Linked DNA regions of Canis lupus: region 2 is linked to region 1. A link is a contact called in public Hi-C data. All regions are on one chromosome and are shown on one strand. Each heading gives the region's core, a stretch centred on a gene start, on an enhancer-like site or on the middle of the called end of the contact. The rest is flanking DNA. Distances are from core to core; before and after follow the strand shown.

Region 1 (3,771 bases), core at 449-2,948:
ACTTTTTTTTTTTTAAATCTCATATAACTTTTCTACTTCATCCTCTTCAAAGTACGTGGATTTAGGGGGAAAAGAAGCAAAAGGAAGTGCGGGAGAGGAAAAAAAAATCGGGGCTGGGGGACAGAGGATAGATCATTAAATGCACACAATATACAAAAATGAACATACACAAGGTCAGATGCTGTGAAACAAGGAACTTTAGAATAAAACTGAAGAATTACCAAAGTAGGACAAACCCCTTCTATTAGAAGTGTGAGTTACTATTATGCCTTTCTCAGGTAAAACAGCACAATTACTTCAACTGTAAAAATAATTATTTTCCAATCTTAGAAATAAACTGAAGTTTTGGGAGGACAGTGATTCTGCATTGATGTAGCAGCACCCTGACACTTGGGTCAAGCATTAAGAACACGGACTTGGGGTGCCTGCGTTTGGCCCAGGGCGTGATCCTGGAGTCCAGGGATGGAGTCCCCCATCAAGCTCCCTGCGTGGAGCCTGCTTCTCCCTCTGCCTGTGTCTCTGTGTCTCTCATGAATAAATAAAATCTTAAAAAAAAAAAAAAAAAAAACACACGGAAAAAAGATAAATTTACACCTGAGCAAGCCATGGAAGGCAAATGGTAAAAACAGATGCATGCTTTTCGAAAAAGCATTTAATGATCTGAATTGTATCTGTAGAAGACTTGAAGGGAGAAGCACAGAGAGCTTTGGCAGAAGAAAACTCCATCTAAAAGGGGGCAAGTCTTTCCAGATCCTTCCAATAAACAACGGTTCAACATACTGAAAATGCAAAGACATTTCAGCTCTAGGCAGAACACACGTGGAAGCACCGATAGGCCAGGGTTAGACGTCGGATCCAGGCCACGGGGAGCCAACTAACAAATCTCAAATGCGAAGCTTCAAGAGTTCCCTTTTAGAGTTTTGTTTTGTTTTTCCCTTTCCCCTCTTTTAGAATTTAACAGGACCAGGAAGTTTCTTCCCTTTTTGGGGGGGAAAACTGAGCCGTCATTCGTGTTCCATGCCTATAAAGTGGTGATGGGGTGTGTGTGGGCGGGGGAGGGGTGCGAGGGCGAGGAGGGGTGGGTGAAGAGGGTGCGAGGGAGCAGAGGAGAAGCAGCTGGAGGTCTAGAAAGTAACCTGCCCGCGTGGGGCTGACGACCGGACCCCCAGCAGCAACGGCCCTCCCGGGACCAGTGGGTCCAACCGGGTCCTTTTCTCACTGATGGCAATAGCGCCTTTCGACACCAGGCGCCAGGTCGCGACATCCCAGCCTGGAAACTCCGGGAGGCACCAGGTGTCACACTTGCTCACGATCGCGCCCTCCCAGCGCCTAACCCATTGGCTGAACCAAGGGGGAAACCCTAAGAACGAATGAATGGGAGGGAGGGAGGGAGGGAGGGGGTTCGGGCCGGGCCCCAGGCTCCGGGCTCCGGGGGGCCCCGCCGGGCGGGGACCTCGGGGCGCAGCGCAGGACGCGCACCGCCGAACAAAGGAGGCGCGGGGCGGCCTGACAGGGGCGCCCGGCGGGGGCGGAGGCCGCGGGCGCTCACCTCGTCGCCCCACTTGAGCACGTCCTTGTGCCGGTCCTTGACGGCGTGGTAGATGTGCAGGAACTGGAGGATCCCGTGCCGCCGCACGTGGTCGGCGTGGCGCTTGGTCTCCTCCCAGCTCAGCGGCGAGCCTTGGGACAGCAGCCCCATGGCTGCCCCCTCCTCCTCCTCCTCCTCCTCCTCCTCGGGGTGGACGGCGGCCGCTGCTCAGGGTGCGGGGCGCGAGCCGGCCCCTCGGCTGCCCGCACAGGACCCGGCAGCGGCGGCGGCGGCGGCGGCTGCTCCGCCCCGCGGGGGCGCCCTTGGGCCGCGGCCGGCCGAGGGAGGGTCCGCTCCGCTCCGCTCCCCTGCGCGGGGTCCTCGCCGCCCAGGTGACCGACTCGGGGGTCCCGCACGCCGCGCGGACACAGAGGCACAGGACCGGAGGGCAGGCTGCGCGGCTCTCGGCCCCGCGGCCTCGCCCCCCGCCCCCCGCCCGCTCGCTCCGGCTCCGAGGCGGCGGCGGCGGCGGAGGACCCCGCAGCCGCGCTGCCGCAGCGGCTCTCGCTTCTCTTTACCGGTGTCGTGCACTGGCTTCTTCCTACTTGTGACCGAGACCTGCGCCGCCACCGAGCATGCCCAGTCCTCCCATCTGCTCGCTCGCGGCTCCAGGGTGCGATCCGCCGCTCCGGGTTTTATAGACTACGGGTGGGGGCGGGGAAAGAAGGCGGTGCAGGAGCGGGGGCGTGGCCGGGCGCTCTAAGGGGGCCTCGGAGCAGGCGTGCGCAGGCGTGGTCGGGGCGGAGTCAGGGGGCGGAGCTCTCCGAGGGCGCGCGGTGGAAAAGTGAGGTCCGGCAGCCTTTAAGCAAACGGGAGATCATGTAAAAACCTGTTTTCTCGGATCCAAAGACATAAACTTTGGGTTGGGGAAGAAATTCGGTTATTTGAATTAGTGAACAACTCACTATATTCGTTTTGGGGTGAGCAAAGGCCTCTCACACAGGTGAGAGCAGCCCAGTATGGTAATGACTCACTCCATCGCTTGGGGGTCAGATGAAACACCTGTTCAACTCTAGTTTCCACGGTTGACAGACTGTGAGATCTCGGGCAAATCATTTCCATACCTGTGTAAAATTTATTCTATCTTTTTATGGATTTTGTAACACTGTGTACAATGCGGACATGCATAGAGTCAGCAGCCAATAAATTACTTGGTTATTAAGAGGAATCAATTTGTCTGCAGGTTTTATGTATATTCAATGTGTATATATCACAAGTATTTGTGTATTCTTTATTTATGACATGTATTCTTGGGATGGCCCAGATACCATCATTACAACAGAAGGGACTTTGTCAACATCTCCAGATGGATTTTTTTTTTTTAAGGAATCATCTCCAAAGTATATCCCTCATCCAAACCTAATATTCATTATGTGACTAAAATGATGTTCATGTGAGCTTACCAAGGAGTAGAAAATATCAGGTACAACTGGGGATGATCCTATGCTGGTAAAAAAGAGAAGGAAGGAGGTACCTCACCCCAAAAACTCCGTGTTGATAGAGTAATGATGTGTCAAGGAGGGAAAAAGTGACAGCAACTAGACCACGCGTGCACTGAGGCCAGAAAGTGTGTATTTATTGTGCCCACTTCCATCAACTACAAAGTCAACATTTAGTAAGCGCTCATTAACTGCTGAATGGATATATGATAGTGGGAGTCTCTTCATACCCCATCATAGTGGATGTGCCCCTCAGGCACTGGGGACATGGATACCCAAGGTCTGGCTGTAATTTCCACAGTGGAATGTGTGTATGTGTGTGGGGTGTGGATGGGGACATGGGACTGTGGGAGTGTTTGAAGCTAAGAGGATGTTTCAGTCCCCAGCACACAGCAAGAATAAAAACCAAGCCTCATTCTAATTTGTTCCCGGCTGACTCAGCAACCTCAGCTCCTGCACCTACTCTTCCTTGTACCCTCTGCACCAACATCACCAGGCTTGTTTGGTCCCAACTTTCCACTGTTTTGTTTTGTTTTGTCTTGTTTTTTTTTGTTTTTTTTTTTTTTGTGGTAAGAATTCTCCACCTGACACATTCCTGTTTATCCGTTTAATCCCAGTTATTCCCCTGTTTAATTTGGTTGCATTTGTACATGCCTCTATTTCTGCATTACAGTAGAATCATTTTAAAAATATCACCATGGTACTGACTTCCTGTGGGATAGAGATGATTTATGCGTTTTGTAT
Region 2 (3,771 bases), core at 853-3,352, 100 kb after region 1:
CAGTCAAACTTTGTTTTAAGCTTTATGACTTTATCATGGGTCATGGGATGCCTTTCAGTGTTCTCCACTCGGTCACGTCTAGGAAAAGAAACTGCACTTAAATATAGAAGTAAGTCTTTGTGGCTAGAGATGGGCTGCTACCTTAAAAGCTAAGAGCGGGCAGCCCGGGTGGCGCAGCGGTTTAGCGCCGCCTTCAGCCCAGGGCGTGACCCTGGAGACCCGGGTTCGAGTCCCGCGTCGGGCTCCCTGCATGGAGCCTGCTTCTCCCCCTGCCTGTGTCTCTGTGTCTCTCCTGAACAAATAAAGGCTATGGGTGGACTTTTTGACGTGCTAAAGAAAAAAGGAGAGGGAGGAAGAGAAACTCTGGTACATGAAGCTGCTTCCATAAGCTTCACGTGTGCTACAGTGTAGATGAAAACTGTCAGATGTGGGTGTGACCGCTGTGCATGAGGGGAACGGCCGGTGGAACGAGGGCCCACAACGAATTCTGCCTGCCACCCAGTGGCCGCTCAAATAAAGGGTCTTTCCTTTGTTGCCAGGGCTCTGCAGCCGGCTTCAAAAAAATCAAAAAAAAAAAAAAAAAAGAAAAAAAAAGAAAAATAAAAAACGCAAAACCGCCGGACACGGCCGAGGCAGGTCACGCCCGGCCGCCCGGCCTCAGATGCTGACGGGCACCGAGGACACCGAGCTGGCCCGGGACTCGCGGGGGGCGCCGCTGGGCATGCACAGGGCGCAGCAGGACACGCCCACGGTGGCCTCGGGCAGCTCGTCGTCCTCCGTCCACTCGTTGAGCTCGGGGCTGAAGCTCTGGATGCACTTCTTGTACTTCTTCTCGCCCTCGTTCCAGCCTCCCAGCAGGTAGGCGCGGCCGTGCAGCGCCGCGGCGCCCGCCGTGCTCACGCCCACGGGCAGCGGCGCGGCCGAGCTCCACTGGCCCGTGGCGGGGCTGTAGCGCTCCACCGCCAGCACGTCCACGCGCTCCCCGCGCGGCCCCAGCTGGCTGCCGCCCATCACGTACACGCGGTCGCCCAGCGCCACGGCGCAGTGCCAGCCCCGCGGCGTGCTCAGGCCCGCCAGCTCCTGCCACGCGTCGCCGGCCGGGTCGTAGGCGCTCACGGAGCGCGAGTACGCGCTGCCCACGTACCCGCCGGTCACCAGCAGCCGGCCGCCCGCCACCGCGCTCGCGTGGCAGCAGCGCGCCGCGTCCAGGGCCGCCTTGGGCCGCCACTGGTTGCTGGAGGGCACGTAGCACTCGAGCGAGGCCAGGCTGCCTTCGGCGTTGCGGCCGCCCGCGGCGTACAGGAGCCCGTCGCACACGCTCAGGCTGAAGTGCGTGCGCTTCTGGTTCATGTTGGCCAGGTGTATCCAGGTGTTGAAGCGGGGGTCGAATCTGCAAACGGCAGAGCAAGCGTGACAGCCTTGTCGGCGGCAGCCAGGGAACCCTCGGGACCCCGCACACCGCACACCGGGGCGCGGCCCCGCACCCTCACCTGGAGGCTGCTCTTTCCCTCGGCCGGGGCGGGGGGGGGGGGGGGGGAGGGGTGGCACCTGGATACCTGGATACCTGGATACGCGCAAAGCGGGCATGGGCGACTCCCCCTCCTCCTAACTATGAAGCCTTTATGGGGCCGCTCGGACAGGTCCCCGCAGAGACCTGCGGTCCCTCTTTTTTCCCCGCAGAGACCTTGCAGTCCCTCTTTTTGCCGTGCTCCGTACTCTCTCCATCATCGGGGAGGATTTCTGAGATGCGCTTGTCGGGGAGGCGGTGGCAGCTGGGTACCTTTTTTTTTTCTAAAGACTGCATGTACTTTTTATTATTATTTTTTTATTTTATTTATTCATTCATGAGAGACATGGAGGGAGAGAACGAGGAAGAGACACAGGCAGAGGGAGAAGCAGGCTCCACGCAGGGAGCCCGACGCGGGACTCGATCCCTGGTCTCCAGGATCACGCCCTGGGCTGAAGGCGGGCGCTAAACCGCTGAGCCACCCGGGCTGCCCTGCAGCGGGGTATCTGTGGCAATCACACTTAAGTCAGTTCCACATATCTTCAGACACCAGCCATCCCCTGGCTCACTCTTAGCGCTTCATTAAGATAGGGCTTGGCTAATTGGATTTCTCCAATTGGTGCAGACACTTCCTCATTCAGACACTTGGCCTGGCCACTGGGACAGGAAAGCTAAGTCACTCCACCAAGTCTCCTATCATCCGCTTAGAATGAGATCAGTGGAACTCATGTCCAAAAGCATCAACAGAGGCTTAACTGTTGATATTTCTCTATTTTCTAGCACTTATTAGTAGATAAGATTTTGTAGTTGAGAGATATATTTTTCAGTGTCCTACATAACAGTTATTGTACCATAAGCACTGAAAACAATACTGCAAAAATTTACTTGAATACTTAACAGAGTTATCAGCAGGAGGAAAATAAGCAGTCATAGAAAACCTATCTCAGGGGGCACCTGGGTGGATCTGTGGTTGAGCATCCTCCTTTTGGCTGGGGTCCTTATCCCCGGGGGTCCTGGGATCACATCCCCACAAACGGCTCTCTGCACGGAGCCTGCTTCTCCCTCTGCCTATGTCTCTGCCTCTCTCTGTCTCTCTCATGCACAAGTAAATAAAATCTTAAAAAAAAAAAAAACCTGTTTCAACTGTTTACCTAGTTCCAAAGTATTGTAAATACAGACCTCCCTGCATTAGTTTGATGTTCCTTCATTTTTGTCCCATTTAACCACCGAATCGAAACTTAACCATACTTATAAATTAAAGGGCAAAAATCACTTAATTGTTTGGATTCATTTAAATGACACATAGACATATAATGAAATAATAAAGAATATTTTTCATGATATACTTTATAAATTTTCAGATTTTGCTCATTAGTTATGTTTGACTTTGTGCTCCTACCCTGATATAATAAGCATGACTTTCTGACATTTCATATATATGAAAGTGTTTTTATTATAAATATACACAAATGACATGGCATTTGAATTCCATTTTCTGAAGGCTATATTATACCTTTGCTGTTTCTGCATGCATCAAAGATATTGACATTTTTTTATAGTATCCAGTCTTCAAAAAATATTTAGAGTTAATTACCTGCCACATTTTTAATGATCTCATTGTAGTTGCCAATTACGAATCTGACAGTCATCAGTAACAGTCACTATAAAGAAATTTTGTGTTATTTTGATCTTTCTTACCACCTAGTGTTAAAAACTAAGTTTGTATCCAGTTTCTTTTCAGAAAAACAGTGTACTGTGAAGGGCACCTTACTAGTATATCACTTGTGGTATGACTTCCATGGGCATGAGATTTCTCACATGTAAAATCAGAATAACTACATCTTCCGAGCTCATTTCATAGGCTTATTCAGAAATCTAGAGTGCCTTTTATATACACATATACTTTATGCAGTGTGAACTGTTGTATATATGTCATGTGGCATTATTATTATTATTATTATTGATTCACTGAGCCTGTGAACTAAGCTAACAGGCAGGACTCATTTACTTCTATTTCAGAGCAATTTCCTCATAATATTGAACCATTTCAGTTCCTAATAAAGGATCAAATACCTGCAGAAATTGCTGACTGCATGCTTGGCTTGATTTCTTGCATCATTCTGGTCTTCGCCACCAGCCACATAAAGAAATCCGTCCATCACTGCCACACACTGATTAAAACTCTTGGCTGGCATTTCTGTAAGCTTGCTCCATCCATTTTCAGGGTCTCTGTACAGGACGTCTCTACTAAGGGACTTCTCAGT

What was found. Hi-C and Micro-C count contacts between places; a contact is called where the count stands out from the background.
Region 2: a contact with region 1 is called in a Hi-C map of blood, with 2.5 times the contacts expected there. The contact joins the enhancer-like site here to the promoter of GCLC in region 1. A contact is called at or near these places in 2 of 9 Hi-C or Micro-C datasets (blood and liver).

The regions. Positions count from the first base shown.
Region 1 is chr12:21,290,437-21,294,207 of UU_Cfam_GSD_1.0, forward strand. GCLC (glutamate--cysteine ligase catalytic subunit) reads right to left here and starts at 1,699. Exons shown (of 16, transcript XM_038554326.1): 1 at 1,550-1,699. The coding sequence starts at 1,699.
Region 2 is chr12:21,393,564-21,397,334 of UU_Cfam_GSD_1.0, forward strand. KLHL31 (kelch-like protein 31) reads right to left here. Exons shown (of 5, transcript XM_038554328.1): 4 at 3,581-3,771; 5 at 658-1,390. The coding sequence ends at 658. Among named protein-coding and RNA genes, the nearest start is that of GCLC, 100 kb to the left of the region's middle. Within about 2 kb of position 2,103, at least 10 of the 20 cell types and tissues checked have an H3K27ac peak or open chromatin away from gene starts, as enhancers often do. A contact at or near this core is called in blood and liver, where this site is marked.